2 separate regions of the Mus musculus genome follow, and region 1 is linked to region 2. A link is a contact called in public capture Hi-C data. All regions are on one chromosome and are shown on one strand. Each heading gives the region's core, a stretch centred on a gene start, on an enhancer-like site or on the middle of the called end of the contact. The rest is flanking DNA. Distances are from core to core; before and after follow the strand shown.

Region 1 (3,705 bases), core at 819-3,318, 340 kb after region 2:
CCTAAAAAACATTTATGACAAAGGGGCAGTGAGCAAAAGTGACTCAGAAGGTGTGAGTGTCTATAGTACTACTTGACATTCCTGACACCAGGAGAAGAAACCCAGATGCCCTCAAAGGAAGGATGGCCAGCAGGTTCCATAAGGCTCGGAGCATTTTAGTTCTGTGCGCATGGCTCACTAAGGTCCCGAGCTTTCCATTTTTCTGCTGTGACAGATTCTGTTTACAAAGCCTTGTCTGGTAACTAGTCTGTCAGCCATTGATTTTCTAGCTGAACAGGCTGCTCAGGATTTCCTCTTGGAGGAGGAGGAGATAGAAAAGGGTTAACACACACAGAAATGGAGAATGAATAAGCAGAACCTGGTTCTCCGCAAATGCTGAGATGTCCAGTTATTATGGAAGTAATGTACATCTGACTCCATTTTTTTCAAAGTTCCCTTTGTCTGAAACCCACTTAGAAACCAATTGAGAAACTTAATTCTTCTGGTATCTTCCTAGCAGGCTAGCTAACTGAACTCCGGGCTAAGCAAAAGCAAACGGAAAAGGCACTTCCTCACACTCTCCTGACAAGGGACTCGGGCACAGGGATATAGCCTAGAACTCAAACTTCCAAGAAAGCAGACTTGCCATCCTGTGCTGGTTAAACACCCAAGGGGATAACTGTTAAGAGCTATCCAACAGAAAAGTGTCAAAATGCTTATCTACCAATTCATTCAACAAATATAAAGGTCCAAAATCATGATGAAAACCTTGACTGGGATTCCAGGAGTTGATGATAGGGTATTTTCTTTTAGGTTTTCTCCACCATAAACATGTAATGGATCAACTATACCCTCCATCTGAGCTATATCCCTGGTACTTAACAAGCTTTACTAATAATGGTACATTTTTGAGTCTATTTCAAAGTAAACCATGTGCTAAATAAGGAAGCAGCCAAGTATGTGTGCAAGCTCATGCCATTCATTTTCCCACTGCCAGGATGGAGGGCAAGGAGCCTAGCACAGGCTGGTGTATGGTGTGATATTACAAAGAACTAAGAGGCCCATGAATCATTTATTATCCTAATATCCTACATGTTTGAAATTGTACCCCTTTTGAGATCTTTTCAATTAAACCTAGATGGACAAATACCCCTATCTCTATCCTCTTTTTTGAGAGTAAGAAAAAGAGCACTGAAATTAAATTGTTGAGCATGGTGGTGATTGCCCTTAGTCCCAATGCGTGTGAGGCAGAGACAGGAGGATCTCCATGAGTTTGAGGCTAGCAAGTCCTAGGCCCAGTCATGGCTACATAGGGAGACCCTGTCTCAAAAAACCAAAACCAACCAACCAACCAAACCCCCAAATAAAGTAAGTAAGTAAGTAAATAGGGTTCAAATATAAGAGAACTGTGGTGAATAGCAAAGTTAAGTGTTGTGGTTTAAGTAAGTCTGGCCCCTATAGGCTCATATAGTTCAATGCCTAACCACCAGTGGGTGGATCTGTTTGAAAGGATTAGAAGGACTAGGAGGCATGGCCTTGTTGGAGGAAGTGTGTTATGGAGTGAGGGTGGGGCGAGCAATTTTGAGGTTTCAAAAATCCCATTCAAGGTCCAGGCTTTCTCTCCCTGCTGCCTGTGAATCAGGATGTAAAGTTCTCAGCTCCAGGCCATGCCTGTATATATGCTACTATGCTCCCTGTGGTGTTTGAACAAGAATGCCCCCTATAGACTCATAAACTTGAATGCTCACTATTTGAAAGGATTAGAATTAAGAGCTGCGGCCTTGTTAGAGGAAGGGTGTCAGTGGGGATGGGTTCTGAGGTTTCAAAGCCCGTGCCAAGTACAGCATGTTTGACTCTCTCTGCGTATGGATCAGGGTGTAGAACTCTCAGCTGATTCTCCAGCACCATACCTGCTTACATGCTGCCATTCTCTCCATGATAATGAACTAACCAGCAAGTAAACACTTAAAAAAAAAGAAAGAAAGAAAGAAAGAAAGAATTGTCTTGGTCATGGTGTCTTTTCACAGCTATAGAACCAGGGAGTGGGGCATTGCTGTGATAGGTGTAACCTTAGTTGGAAGAATATGGAAGACTCTGGGACTTAGAAGACGAAAATTGGTTGGACACTTTAAGCAGGGCTTAATGGGCCATCGTAGCAGGAATGTGGAAGACAGTTGAGAGAAATGTAGACTATGACAGCAGGGCTCAAGAGGTTTCAGAGGAGGAGAGTATTAAGTGGCCTAAAGAATGCTCTTGTGATATGTTGGTTAAGAATGGGTCTATTTTCTTCTCTTGTCCAAAAAAGTCTGCCTGAGATGAAATTGGGGAGTTTTGGATTATCAGCAAAATTACTATTGACTGTGGGTGGTGATCAGTGGTCCCCCTTAAGCAGAGGACAAAAGAGAGCAGCAGGAAGTGTAAAGGAGTGAAGTCCAATGCTCAAGAGATAAAAGGTTTAAAGAAAAACCAGATGCTAAACGGAATAAAGGGAGTGGTGGCCTCAGGACAAGAGCCCACCCAGCTAAGCTTCCAACCTGGGAAAAGAAATTAAAGAAAAGCTTTAGCACTGAAGGAAACCATCAACAGAAAGCTGATACAAATGCATTTGAATTAGGGAATCAATTACCAGCCCCAGCTAGCAACACTTGGCAGCTTCAACCACCACTTTTGAGTCTAAAGCTGGATCTGGCTTTAGACTCAAGGATACAAGATGGGGTTGTGGAATCTTCCTCCTCAGTTAAGAAAAGCCATTGAGGCCGGACATCTGTGAGGAGTGTCCCTGGATGATGGCCCAGAGAGGCCACTGCATGAGGCTGTGGAGGTGAAGCATGGAATGTGTTGGAGACCCCAGATATTGGAGATGTCAGAGTCAGGTGATACCTGCAGAGGAAAACTGCTAACAGGGTCCACACCTGGAATCATGGGGGGGAGGGGGGGGAAAGGAGGGGGGAGGGAGAGTTTGCAATCAACAAAGCTGAAAGGAACTGGAGATCTGAAGAGTGCTTTGACATCTGACATGCAGATGAATAATTTGAGTTTGCCCAGCTGCTTTTTGGTCATGTTTTAGTCCAGCATCTCCTCACAGTGCTCCTCTTCCTCCCTTCTGGAACAGTAGTGCATATCCTGTGCCACTCAATACTGGAAGTATGTGATCTGCCTTTTCATCTTGATTTTATGAGGGGTTACAGTTAAGAGACTGCCACGAGTCTCAGAAGAAATTCTGGACTTGTAAGCAGTCTATGAAGACTTGTCAAGAGATGGTGAAAGACTATGGGGACTTCGGAAGTTGAACTGAATGCATTTTTTACACTATGATATGGTTATAAGCCAATGGGGCCCACGTGATAATGGGCCTTCTGAAACTGTAAGCAAGTCCCAAATTAAATGCTTTTCTTTATATGAGTTCATTGATCAGAACAGTGACTATGACAGTAAGAGTGGCCTGGGTCTCTAATTACCTCCACCTTTGTCCCCAATCCTACCAGTGACTGACCTATGTGGCAAGAACTCCAGCTAATTTTGAACTTAAATGTCCTTGGTGGGTAAGCCCACAAAAAAGCATCTTAAAAGTTAGTCCGTTTTCTTATCTCTGTTCTCACAGCACTGCAGCATTGACTAGTCTCTGGTCCCTGATTTTACTATTATTTTTCTAGGTTCCATTTTCTATATTCTAGTCCCATAATTCAAATTATTCTCCCAAATAAGTTTATGGTCACTCTTCCTCAA
Region 2 (3,708 bases), core at 894-3,393:
GTGCCTTGTCCTGGAAGCTACCCGAAGGGAGGGAGGGAGGGGAACAGCCAGCCTACACGAGGCTCCATGACTAGGTTCCAGGGTGGACTGGGCCCTGTAGACAGGGTGACAAGAGAGGCCATGTGGCCCCTGGAACCTCGGCTTAGCCTTTGAACCTGTCCAACCCAGCACCAGTCAGCCATGGTGAGGAGGCTACCCACTTACGAGTGTAGGCCGTGCACGCCACCCTCAATCTGGGCCGACATGGTCCGCTTCTCAAACTTGAGCTCTCCTGAGTACATCATGGATCTGAGAGGTGGACAGGTGAATAAGTCAGAAACACCCCCTTCCTCACCCCCCAAAAAATAAAGAAAAGAGAAAGAGAAGAGGAAAGAGGAAAACCTCCCAGGACCCTCTGCTGCCCCCTCAAGTTGCAACACTCACCGCAGGACAGATAGGCTTTGGGCCCCAATATCCTGGCAGCCATGCTGGATCCCTGCTATGAGGTAGGGCACAAACTTCTGAATGGAGCCTTTATCCTGGATGGAACCGGAGACACCTTGTGCGATCTTCACCTTATCCCCCTCACTGCATGGAAGGTGGGGAGGCTGAGCTGAGCAGTCAGAGGCTCAGAGGACCCCACCCGGCCTCTCCAAGGTACAGATAGAATACCGCCCAGAGGATCCCCACAGCAGCCTCATACATTGTTTCTCTTGTAGCCACATACTAGGCTACAAGAGAAACAATATCCGAGTCTCTGGTCAGGTCGGGCTACATCTGCCACTTTGCATGTCTGTGAGTCTCCACAACTTGGGAATGCGGTCTCAGGTATCCGTCTAAAGTCAAGGCCATGGGGGAGTTCAAGAACATGAAGACAAACCTGAAGTATCTTTTCTGGCTGCTGCTGCTCTTCTCCATGGCGTCCAGAGAACCCATGCCCCGGTACTTCTTCAGCCTCACCCCATCTGAGAAGAAGTATTCACCAGGCGCCTCCGTGGTGGCAGCCAGCAGGGAGCCCATCATTACTGCAGAGATCAAGGTTGAGGGCTAAATGCCTCCTCCTCCACACAGGAGTCTGACTGCCCCTCTGGCGGCTTCTAGTCCTCAATACCAAGTGTTCCCCTCACCTGTAGAGGCTCCAAGTGCCAGGGCTTTGACCACATGGCCCACGGTCTGGATGCCACCATCCGCTATTACCGGCACCCCAAAACGTCGGGCGTACTCGGCCACCTTGTAGACAGCAGTCCCCTGGGGTCGGCCACAGGCCATCACTGGGGAAAGGGGAATGTAAGGGACAGAGATGGATCAGTGGTCTCCTTGTATCTATCCCCGCCAATGGAGAAAGGATGGTAAGAGATGGTGTTTCTGAGGCCTAAGGCGGGAGAAAGCCATTTTCGGTTCCTAGGTCACCCACCACTAACTAGCAGGACCATAAAGGATATGGATCAGGGGATCAATGCGAGCCATCAGACACATGACCTCAAGACTGGTGGTCTCTAGCACCAGCTGCTGTGGAGGCCTGGCTTCCTGTAAAGATGTCCTTTGAATTAGCAGCTAATACCAGAGCTGGGTTCCGATGGCCTCCTTTGGAATACGGCTTTGCTCTCAACCTCACCTGGGGGCTGTGGGGTGAGGTGGATTCTGCTCTGTTACACGTGGCAATGTGGGTCTATGGAATCCCTGGATGTTCAGAGACTTGTATCCTTCACACCACTGGCATGATCTGGTCACAAATGGGATCCAAACCCTCAGCTATCTTCCAACACACACACACACACTATAGAAAGTGTCACACCAACCTTAGAGGGTGATACCAACAGCGTCCCCACAACCAGTCCAAAAAGCAGGTTGGTCCACTCCCAAAAGCCACATGTCCTCATCTGCCTATACCTGCCTCTTCCCACAACTATGCCAAGACAGGGTAAAGCACAGACCAGAATCCTGCTCCCGAGAATCACCTAGTGGGGCAGATACTCATGTATCTATAGAAGAAGAGGCCAGAGTGGTTCTAAATGGCAGCCCTTCCTCCTCCTCCTCCTCCTCCTGCGGATACCCACCTTCCTGGGTGATGCAGATGGAACCACAGCCCATGCCCACACGAAGCCCGTCCACACCAGCATCAATCAAGTTCTTGGCCTGGGCTGCTGTCACCACTGGGGATGGAGGAAGCAGACAGAGGAATGTGAGGATAGTGTCCCCACCCTGCCCAGGAATGTCCTGGGATCTTAGTATATCTCCCCCAACCTAAATGCTCACCAAAGCCCATCCTACCCTTTATCCCCTATGCCTGGAAGAATGACATCACTTAGGAGTTCTGGGGGGCTGAGGGGGGCCACTCCACACTCACCATTTCCCCCAATCACTTGGAGGTGGGGGTACTTCTGCTTGATATAGTGCACCATGGCGATCTGATACACTGAGTTCCCCTGGGATGAATCCTGTTAGCAGGGACAAAAAGGCTCAAGCTAAACAGCCAAGTCCCCTCACGGGAATTAGGGACCAGCACTCAGAGAGCTGCTGCTAACTAAGTTAAACACTGAGTGAAACAAGTGAGCATGTATAAAGCTGAGCTCAGTGCCGGGCAAATGGGGCCTCTCAGTGAGTGTGAGTTATAATTATCAGGGTAAATGAGCTTGTATGTGAGGAGAAAGCCTTGGAGGGAGGGCCATGGTTTGTTCTGGGCTCTACAATTAGCCTAGTTCTGATACCAGAGAAGCCGAAAGAGAGCAAAGTGGGGAGGGAGCAAAGGCTTAATGGAGGTGAATGAGCCTCACAAGCCTGATGCAGGGAACCCGCCACCTCCTTACTAGTACTATGTCACCTCCTTACTAGTACTATGACGTCAGCACCGGCCTGAGTGAGCAGGTCCAGGCGGTATTTGTCATCCTCACGGGTGCCCACAGCTGCCCCACACAACAGCTGTTTGTGGGAGTCCTTGGAGGCCAGAGGGTAGTCTCTGTTCTTCTTCAGGTCTGTGCGCGCAATGATGGCTACCAGCTCATCTTGATCGTTGACTATGGGCAGCTTCCCTGACCAGGAGGAGAGAGAAGCAGGGTAGTGGGTAGAAGAACCGGAAGGAAATGGAACGAGAGACCCCTGAAGTACCTAAGCTAGCCACTAGGTGACAGCACCCACCCAGGACCTGGACCTCTTCCCAGAGATCAGGAAGCAAAGAACCTTCCCAAGCGTTCCTAAGGCTCTTCCTGCCCATGCGGGTTTGGTGGGACAGGCAGCCCCTGAACCCTGGCAACTTTTCACTTGCTGGAGCACGTCACTGTACAAAGTACCCAGACAAGGTCTTAATGTGAGACTGCCCTGAGGGAGGAACATGGATCCTCTCTGCCCAAAGCAAATGCCAAGAACTCTCCACCGGGGACCTGGGAAGCAACAGCCCACAGGAACTTAATGTACGTCATACAAACAGCCGCTCTATCGGATATATTTAACTGCGGGACTTTTCAAAGACTCTGAGAAGTCAATGGGTAATTTTTTTCTTTCTTTTGGTTTTTGACACAGGGTGTCGTTCCCCGCCCCCCCCCCCCCAATGAAGTTTTGGCTGTCCTGGAACTTCCTTCCCCCTTCCTCAGTCCTTTCCCAGACTTCTAAGACCGGAAAGCTCTTTTACTATGACAAGCACCTCTCAGGACTAGATTGGAAAAACATTGGGAAGACACTGAATTAGGACTGGGGCTTCTGTAAGCAGGTAGCGGAGTATCGGGAAACCTGCTC

What was found. Capture Hi-C pulls out chosen DNA fragments and counts their contacts.
Region 1: a capture Hi-C map of embryonic stem cells shows a contact between it and region 2, with 2.3 times the contacts expected there. The contact joins two enhancer-like sites. A contact is called at or near these places in 1 of 484 Hi-C or Micro-C datasets (cortical neurons), 1 of 115 datasets of contacts at active chromatin or transcription factors (neural tube) and 2 of 9 other capture datasets (embryonic stem cells and pancreatic islet).

Annotation. Positions count from the first base shown.
Region 1 is chr6:29,543,688-29,547,392 of GRCm38.p6, forward strand. The region is part of intron 21 of Tnpo3 (transportin 3); the gene reads right to left. Among named protein-coding and RNA genes, the nearest start is that of Irf5, 19 kb to the left of the region's middle. Within about 2 kb of position 2,069, at least 3 of the 459 cell types and tissues checked have an H3K27ac peak or open chromatin away from gene starts, as enhancers often do. A contact at or near this core is called in embryonic stem cells, where this site is marked.
Region 2 is chr6:29,202,243-29,205,950 of GRCm38.p6, forward strand. It overlaps Impdh1 (inosine monophosphate dehydrogenase 1), which reads right to left. Exons shown (of 15, transcript NM_001302933.1): 8 at 2,809-3,008; 9 at 2,327-2,417; 10 at 2,037-2,132; 11 at 1,107-1,250; 12 at 860-1,004; 13 at 424-567; 14 at 205-288. Among named protein-coding and RNA genes, the nearest start is that of Impdh1, 12 kb to the right of the region's middle. Within about 2 kb of position 2,144, at least 42 of the 459 cell types and tissues checked have an H3K27ac peak or open chromatin away from gene starts, as enhancers often do. A contact at or near this core is called in embryonic stem cells, where this site is marked.